2 separate regions of the Mus musculus genome follow, and region 2 is linked to region 1. A link is a contact called in public Hi-C data. All regions are on one chromosome and are shown on one strand. The core of a region is the stretch at or near the end of the contact, and the rest is flanking DNA. Distances in the headings are between cores, read along the strand shown. Region 1 holds the start of Ttc39b (tetratricopeptide repeat domain 39B). Region 2 overlaps Gm11413 (predicted gene 11413).

Region 1 (3,200 bases), core at 492-2,991:
GGAGGAGCTATGCTTAGAGACCATAGGCTTAGAAAAGAGAAGAAAAGGAAAAGTTTAGCTTTTCTGAGTAACTCGGAAAAGCGGGCAGACTCAGGAAACTGCATGCCGGCTGCTCTGTAAGAGACTGTGTGTATGTACAGTGCATTATCTCATTAAAGAAAGAAGCATTCCACTTACCTTTTTAACGTGGCTACAGAAGAACCCGCCTTCTAAGGGGCAGTGTCTTAGCCAGATGATTGACATGCCTTACAAAAATGTCAATTCTCCAACCAGATTAATATCTAGTATTCTCTTGACCAGGAGGAGTTTTTACCTTCATTGGTCTTAACTGCTGCTGTGTCAAAGACACTTGGAGACAATAACATCATGAAGCTGGTATCAAGGATGCCATGGTGACTCCTGGGAAATGTGTGTTAATAGGCCTCCTCTCAGCTAGTCTCCTGAAATCCACAGGGAGAAAAGAAGGTTGGCTGTAGTCACAGAGAGACCGGCTATTAGCCAGGTGCTGCCGCCAGACTGCGTTTCTGATTCTGGCATCACTGTTTTACTTAGCAGCCTGACCCTAGGAAAGTGACTTAAACTCTTACTAAACAGTGTCCCTCTTCCTATGAGAATAAGTGAGACAAAACATACAAGGGCCCCAGCATAGTCCTAGTACACGATTAGTTCTCAATTACAATTAGTTTCCTGTTTTTATGTTTACAGACCGATAAGCCGTATTTCATAAATCAGATAGATACTGAGTATGTAAATGACTGCATACAACAAAGTGGGGAGAGATGGGGTGATAGCAACGATAGAAGTTTGGTGTCTGGGGACACCACAGAACAGGGATAGGACATTTTTGGGATGCTCTATATGAGTGGGGTGTCTTGTAACATTTGTTACCAAATTACACCGTTAGGGGAGTTTAAAATAAAACTGACTCTCAACCCTAAATATTTATAGTTTTAACTTTTTTTTTCCCAGTTGGATAGCTCAGTTATTTTGCAAGTCAGAAACAGGAATCAATTTCTAAATACAGTCAAAAAACATTGTTCTAGGTTCTAGGGATATAGCATAGAAAAAGACAGCATCCTTATCCTCATGGATAATTGAAGCACAAATTATGTCTATTTGGATTTACAGAAGGCTGAGTGAGAGATGGTGTAGCAATAAAAACCTGGACCGTGCTGGGAGATGTACAGGGCTCTGAGTTACACCGAAGCCGTTACTTCGCAAACACAGAGGCAAAACAGAGCTCCTATCTCTTGGAGAGGATGTTCTTGACACAGCGACTTGGGCATGTGATGTGTCAGATGCCTCTAGGTGACCAGTGACCCATAGCTGTCCTCTAGCTGCATCTGTCAGATGCTCTGTCCTCTGGGCGAAGTAAACGCTCTGGTTCCAGACCAAGGACCAGGTGGACCACTAGCCACAGAGGGAGCGCAGCCACGACCTTGGGTTGTCAGCTCTGCGCGCTCCAGTCACGGCGCCAGGCTCCTGCCAATCCTCTAGGGAGGCCAGTACCCCAGAGGTCCTTTTCCCGAGCACCCGCTGACTCTGTGGGTGACTCCTCCCCACGGAACCTGGTTGGCTGCTCTCTAAGGAGGCCGCGTGCCGGGGCGGGGCTATCCGGCGAGGGGGCGGGGCATTAGCCTGGCATCCGCTGGGGTACTGGGTGCGCAGTGGATACCGCGGCGCCGGGGGCGGGGACAGCTCGGTCCGGTCGCTCGGGGCCGCCTGGTTCCTCCTCCACCCGTGCTGGGCTGAACCCAGAGCCAGAAAAGAGTCGGTTCTGAGTTCCCTGTGGGTGTGCGGCCGCCGCGGAGGGGAACATGGCGCTCGTGGGCAGCCGAGTGGAATTGGACGCGGACGAGGTGCGAGGACAGGCAGAGCGGGCTGGTCCGGGCACCGGCGGGCACCGGCGGGCGTGGGAGGGATGCGGAGCCTCCGCTGGCACGGAGGGTGGGCAGGGCTGTCCTTCACGCCGAGGAGCGTCCCACGGGGCCAGGCAGAGCAGCCCGGGCCAGCCTGAGCCTCCTTGGACCCTATGGGCTTTTGCGGAACCGTTCTGGACTCGACTTCTGTGTCGCTTTCTGTGGAAGTTCCGCGAGGTGTCCGCCGGGCGGGTGGGGTACGGCTGTCTAGTCACCCCGGGACCGAGGGCCGGAGCCTGAGCCCCGCGGCCGGGAAAGGTCCCTTGTCCAGAATCGCCGGCGGCCTCGCCTCTCTAGGCTACCGAAGTGACCTACCGGGTCCTCGCGCGGCGCCGGGGTCTGAACGCTCCCGGGCGGGGGCGCCCGACCTGTTGATTTCAGCGCTTCCTTCAGCTGCTGCTGGGAGCGCGCGCTCTGCTCTCAAGTTGAGGGTCAGGCTCCTGCCGCCGCCTCTGCTGCCATTTTACCTGACTTGAATTTTACAAGTCGCGGCCTGAGAAAGCCTTGATTTCCAATGATGCAATAGATGGGTGATGTGGAGGAGGCGAGTGAGTTAGGATTCGGTCTTTACTGCCAGAAGATCCTGGTAACGAGTAAATACTGTGCTTTAAATGTTGACATTAAGAACCGATCAAAACCCCAAGGATCAATCTTTATGCTACAGACAGTTAAGGCGGCGAACCAGAGCTTTCTGAGGACCAGCCTTGCGGTGTGGGCCCAAGACCACACACCAGGGAATTAGCGCTTGCCCAGGGGGCATGGATGTGTTGCTGGACCTTCTAAGGACACACAAGGCAAACAATGAGATAGAATATTTGTTACTATTTTCTTCTGTGACAACTTTTATTTATAGCTTTAGGCAGTCTTTTGGCATGGCCTGTTGCCTGCGCTTTTAAATTTTACATTCGTAATCCAGGTAACACACTACTACGGTACTTTGACCATCTACTACTTCCTCAAGAGTTTCTAACGTTCCCTCTTGTGTATACATTAAATAGCCACAGTCTTGGCATGATGGAGGCTGTTGTACAGTCTCAATAGCTTATCCCAGGCTTGTCTCCAGCTGCTTCCCTGTCCATAACCATTTAATCTATTTGTATTGAAAATGAAAGAACAATCCTGAGCCTGGTCTGTAATCTCAGCACTCAGATGGCTGAGTCAGGAGAATCACAAATTCAAGGCTAACCAGGTCTAGACACATAGAAAAATCGACTAGCATGGATATTTTTTTTTCTTCCGTAATAAAGAAAAAAAAAAAAAAACAATCAAGACCCAGAGTAG
Region 2 (3,345 bases), core at 230-2,729, 56 kb before region 1:
TGTGCCCTTGATGCTGGGAGTACTTTAAAAACCCACCCTCTGACTGGTCTACTCTTTCCCACAGTGCCAGTGTTTTAAAAACCTGTTGCTTATGACACAGCCAATCAAACTGCCTTTGTTTATCATCTGCTTTTGCTGAATATGTGTCTTTACTGATTTTCAGCTTTGATTCTCCTCCTGTCTTCTTGATACAGGTCTGGCCATCTAGCCTAGACTTCCTTTGAACCCTATATCCTTCTGCCTCAGTTTCTCAAGTAGTTGGATAACAGGGGTATTTGTTTCTTTTCTGCTGCTCTGATAGAACACCCCAAGAAATCAACTTAAGAAATAAAGGGTTTATTTTGACTTACAGTCCAGGACCTGAACAGTCATTCATTATAGGAAGGCATGTCTGTAAGAAGATGAGGTAGTCAGGAAGGAGAGCGAAGAGGGAGCAGGACCAGGTTATAAAAATATCAGCCCATCTTCCTATGATATACTTTCCCCAGCAAGGTCCTTCCTCACCCCCACCCCCACCCCAGACAGGGTTTTGCTATATAGCCTAGCTATCTGGGAACTCACTATGTAGACCATGCTGCCCTTGAACTCACAGAGATCTGCTTGCCTCTGCCTCCCTGGTACTGGGATCCTGTGCCACCACCACACAGCAAGACTCTATCTTCTAATATTTCTATAACCTATTGAACAGCACCCCTAGCTGGAGACCAAGTGTTCAAACACATAACCCTATGGGAGACATTTCGTGTTTAAACCATGACCTTTAGCCTCCTAATGGTTTTTCCGGTCTTACTTTTCTTAGGTAATTGTGGTTGTTACCCCTGGCTACCATCATACTAGTTATACCACTTAGAGACCTGAGAACAAAAGCCGTTTCCTATGTCAGTGAAATCATTGGGTTTCCCAATCATGTAGGTAGGCAAATCAGATATTTGTAGCTTGGGTACAAGTTAGTCTCTGTAGAGTTTATGCATTGTTAATGCCTTGGCCCCAGTTCAAACCAAATGAATCACACTGGAGCCAGGCACCAGGATTTTGAAAGAGCTTCCCAGACGATTTTTTTATGTGGCCAAGATGGCAAAGTGGTGACTTATATCCTGTCAGCATCTTGCTACTATTTGGCTCAGGGATCAGTTTTTCTTAGTCGTTTGGATACAGAACATAATGGTGGGGCATATCTGGGGGCTTGCTCTCACCTGTGAAGTTCCAGGGTCTGTTTGTTGAATGGCTGCCCCTGGGATACGTGTATTTTCATGTCCTTTGCCCATTTAGAGAAAGGTGACTTTTTCACTAGTTTCATAATCATGCTCCTTCCATGTCCCTGATCGTCCAGCCAAACCAGTGGCTACAGCCATGAATAAGTATGTAACCATATATCTGGCCATTTTTCCTCTCACCGGGCAAAGTGTATGTCTCTGTGAAGTGCCTGGGCTCCTGCGCACTGTGCTGGTTTCTCTTCACCAGAGCCTTTGAGGGCCGTTCTGGGAAAGTGCTGTAACATAACTGCCCACGCCTGGATCATTCCTGCCTAGAGTGGAGAACCAGCAGTGAACCAGGCCCTAGCATGCTCTTCTTCTACCAATCATAGAGCATCTTCCACGAAGTTATAGATGCTTGCCTGTGTACAGAAAGCCTTGTAACATAAGTGAGGAGCATGGACATTTAGACAGGTTTATGTAAGTAGTTTGTATCCTTACGACCTGCTCTGGCCTGATCACATAATATGCTGCCTCCATTTTATAATGGACAGTTTCTGTGCTTTATGGCCTTCTGGGCCTTCTGATTCAAACACATGTCATTGCATTCCATGGGAAAACACTGTGCCTCCTGGGGTACATTGGTATGTCCTTCTGGAAACATTGTCTTGGGTAACTATGATGGATTTCTTTTTCCTCAATTAAATCATTTGAAGTGGGAACGATCCACTTTTAATCTGTTTCTTTTGAAGATGGGAAGATCGACCTTTAATCTGGGCCACACCTTCTGCTGGAAGCCTACATAAAGAAATGGAAAAAGGAAGATTGCTTTCACTTGGCTTGACTTTCCTCTCCATTGCTGACAAGCCCATTCCTCCAGTGGCATCAGAGATTATGTCTTGAAGATTTTAGCATAAACTGAAGATACTCAGCTGAGATATTCAGCCCTGTGGACTGAACAACATTCTGATACTAGATTCTTGGAATTTCTGTTGGCAGACAGTCATTGTTTGGATTAGCTAAACCACAGCCTGTAGGCTACTCTAACACATCCCCTTTCTATATCTAAATTTAGATGCATTCTACCAGTTCTGCTCCTTTAGAGCAGTGGTTCTCAACCTGTGGGTCCCAACCCCTTTGGGAGTCAAATGACCCTTTCACAGTGGTGGCATATTAGATATCCTGCTTCTCAGATTTTTATATTACAGGTCATAACAACAACAAAATCACAGCTATGAAGTAGCAAGAGAGGCCAGAGAAACATGTAGGTACCCATATGGAGAGCAGAGCAGGGCAGCACAACATGCAGAGAAACGAGGGACAAATGGTTAGGAAGCAGGTAAAGAGAAGTGACAGCTGAGGAATGGACCCTAGAATTTGTAATTAAATTCTGTGGGTGGCAGAAGCCCGCAGAAGCAAATGCTGTGTATATAACTTAAGAGAAGACACTACATGGAGTAGCAGAGAGATGCACCAGCCAGTGCAGAGAGAATGTCAAGTGGATGAGGCTACAAACCCCCAAAGCCTGGCTTCAGTAATTTACCTACTCCTTTAAGACTCTGTCTCCTAAAGATCCCATAGCCCCTCTAATCAGCGCCACCCACTGAGAACCAAGTGTTCAAATACACCAGCCTACGGGAACACTTCTCATCCAAACCACCACACGATCACCGTTTGTTTTCTTATTTATTTATTTATTTATTTATTTGAAACAGGGTCTTACTGTATAGCCCTAGCCCACCTGAAACTCATCATGTACACCACGCTGGCTTCAAACTCACAAAGATCCATCTGCCTCTGCCTCCCCAGTGACAGAATTAAAGGTGTGTACCATCATGCCTGGCCTGACAGGATTGTTTTGTATGTTTATTCTCCTTTGTTAGAGATTATTTGAGGCAGTTTCTAGTATGGCTACAATAAAAATGAAAATGTAGAAGGGTCAGGGAACCTTAAAATGCCACTGTGAGCATGGACCACGGAAATGAGGTAGAGCATGTGTTAATTCCAGAGACGGCAGGAGAGAGCCACTGACCCAAGCCGTCATGTCCGTATTAAGTAAAGCAAGCTTTTTATTCACGTACACAGGCTGCCTCCCCCTAAGGCAGGGTCCCAGTGGTCAGCCATGGATGTGTAGAAGACAAGACTTATATGG

What was found. A called contact is a pair of places that touch in the nucleus more often than the background predicts.
Region 2: a Hi-C map of the C2C12 cell line shows a contact between it and region 1, with 2.0 times the contacts expected there. The contact joins the enhancer-like site here to the promoter of Ttc39b in region 1. A contact is called at or near these places in 2 of 39 promoter capture datasets (the C10 cell line and macrophages), 1 of 15 datasets of contacts at CTCF or cohesin (CD8 T cells), 10 of 484 Hi-C or Micro-C datasets (the C2C12 cell line, the HL-1 cell line, brown adipocytes and 7 more), 6 of 115 datasets of contacts at active chromatin or transcription factors (the 230-238 cell line, CD8 T cells, a colorectal cancer cell line and 3 more) and 3 of 9 other capture datasets (adipose tissue, liver and pancreatic islet).

Annotation. Positions count from the first base shown.
Region 1 is chr4:83,322,730-83,325,929 of GRCm38.p6, reverse strand. Ttc39b (tetratricopeptide repeat domain 39B) reads left to right here and starts at 1,741. Exons shown (of 20, transcript NM_027238.2): 1 at 1,741-1,859. The coding sequence starts at 1,818. Gm42306 (a long non-coding RNA gene) reads right to left here and starts at 3,160. Exons shown (of 3, transcript XR_881382.3): 1 at 1,163-3,160; 2 at 178-440.
Region 2 is chr4:83,378,080-83,381,424 of GRCm38.p6, reverse strand. It overlaps Gm11413 (predicted gene 11413), which reads left to right. Exons shown (of 3, transcript NR_045450.1): 3 at 1,946-3,108. Among named protein-coding and RNA genes, the nearest start is that of Gm11184, 3.3 kb to the left of the region's middle. Within about 2 kb of position 1,479, at least 35 of the 459 cell types and tissues checked have an H3K27ac peak or open chromatin away from gene starts, as enhancers often do. A contact at or near this core is called in the C2C12 cell line, the HL-1 cell line, a colorectal cancer cell line and 2 more, where this site is marked.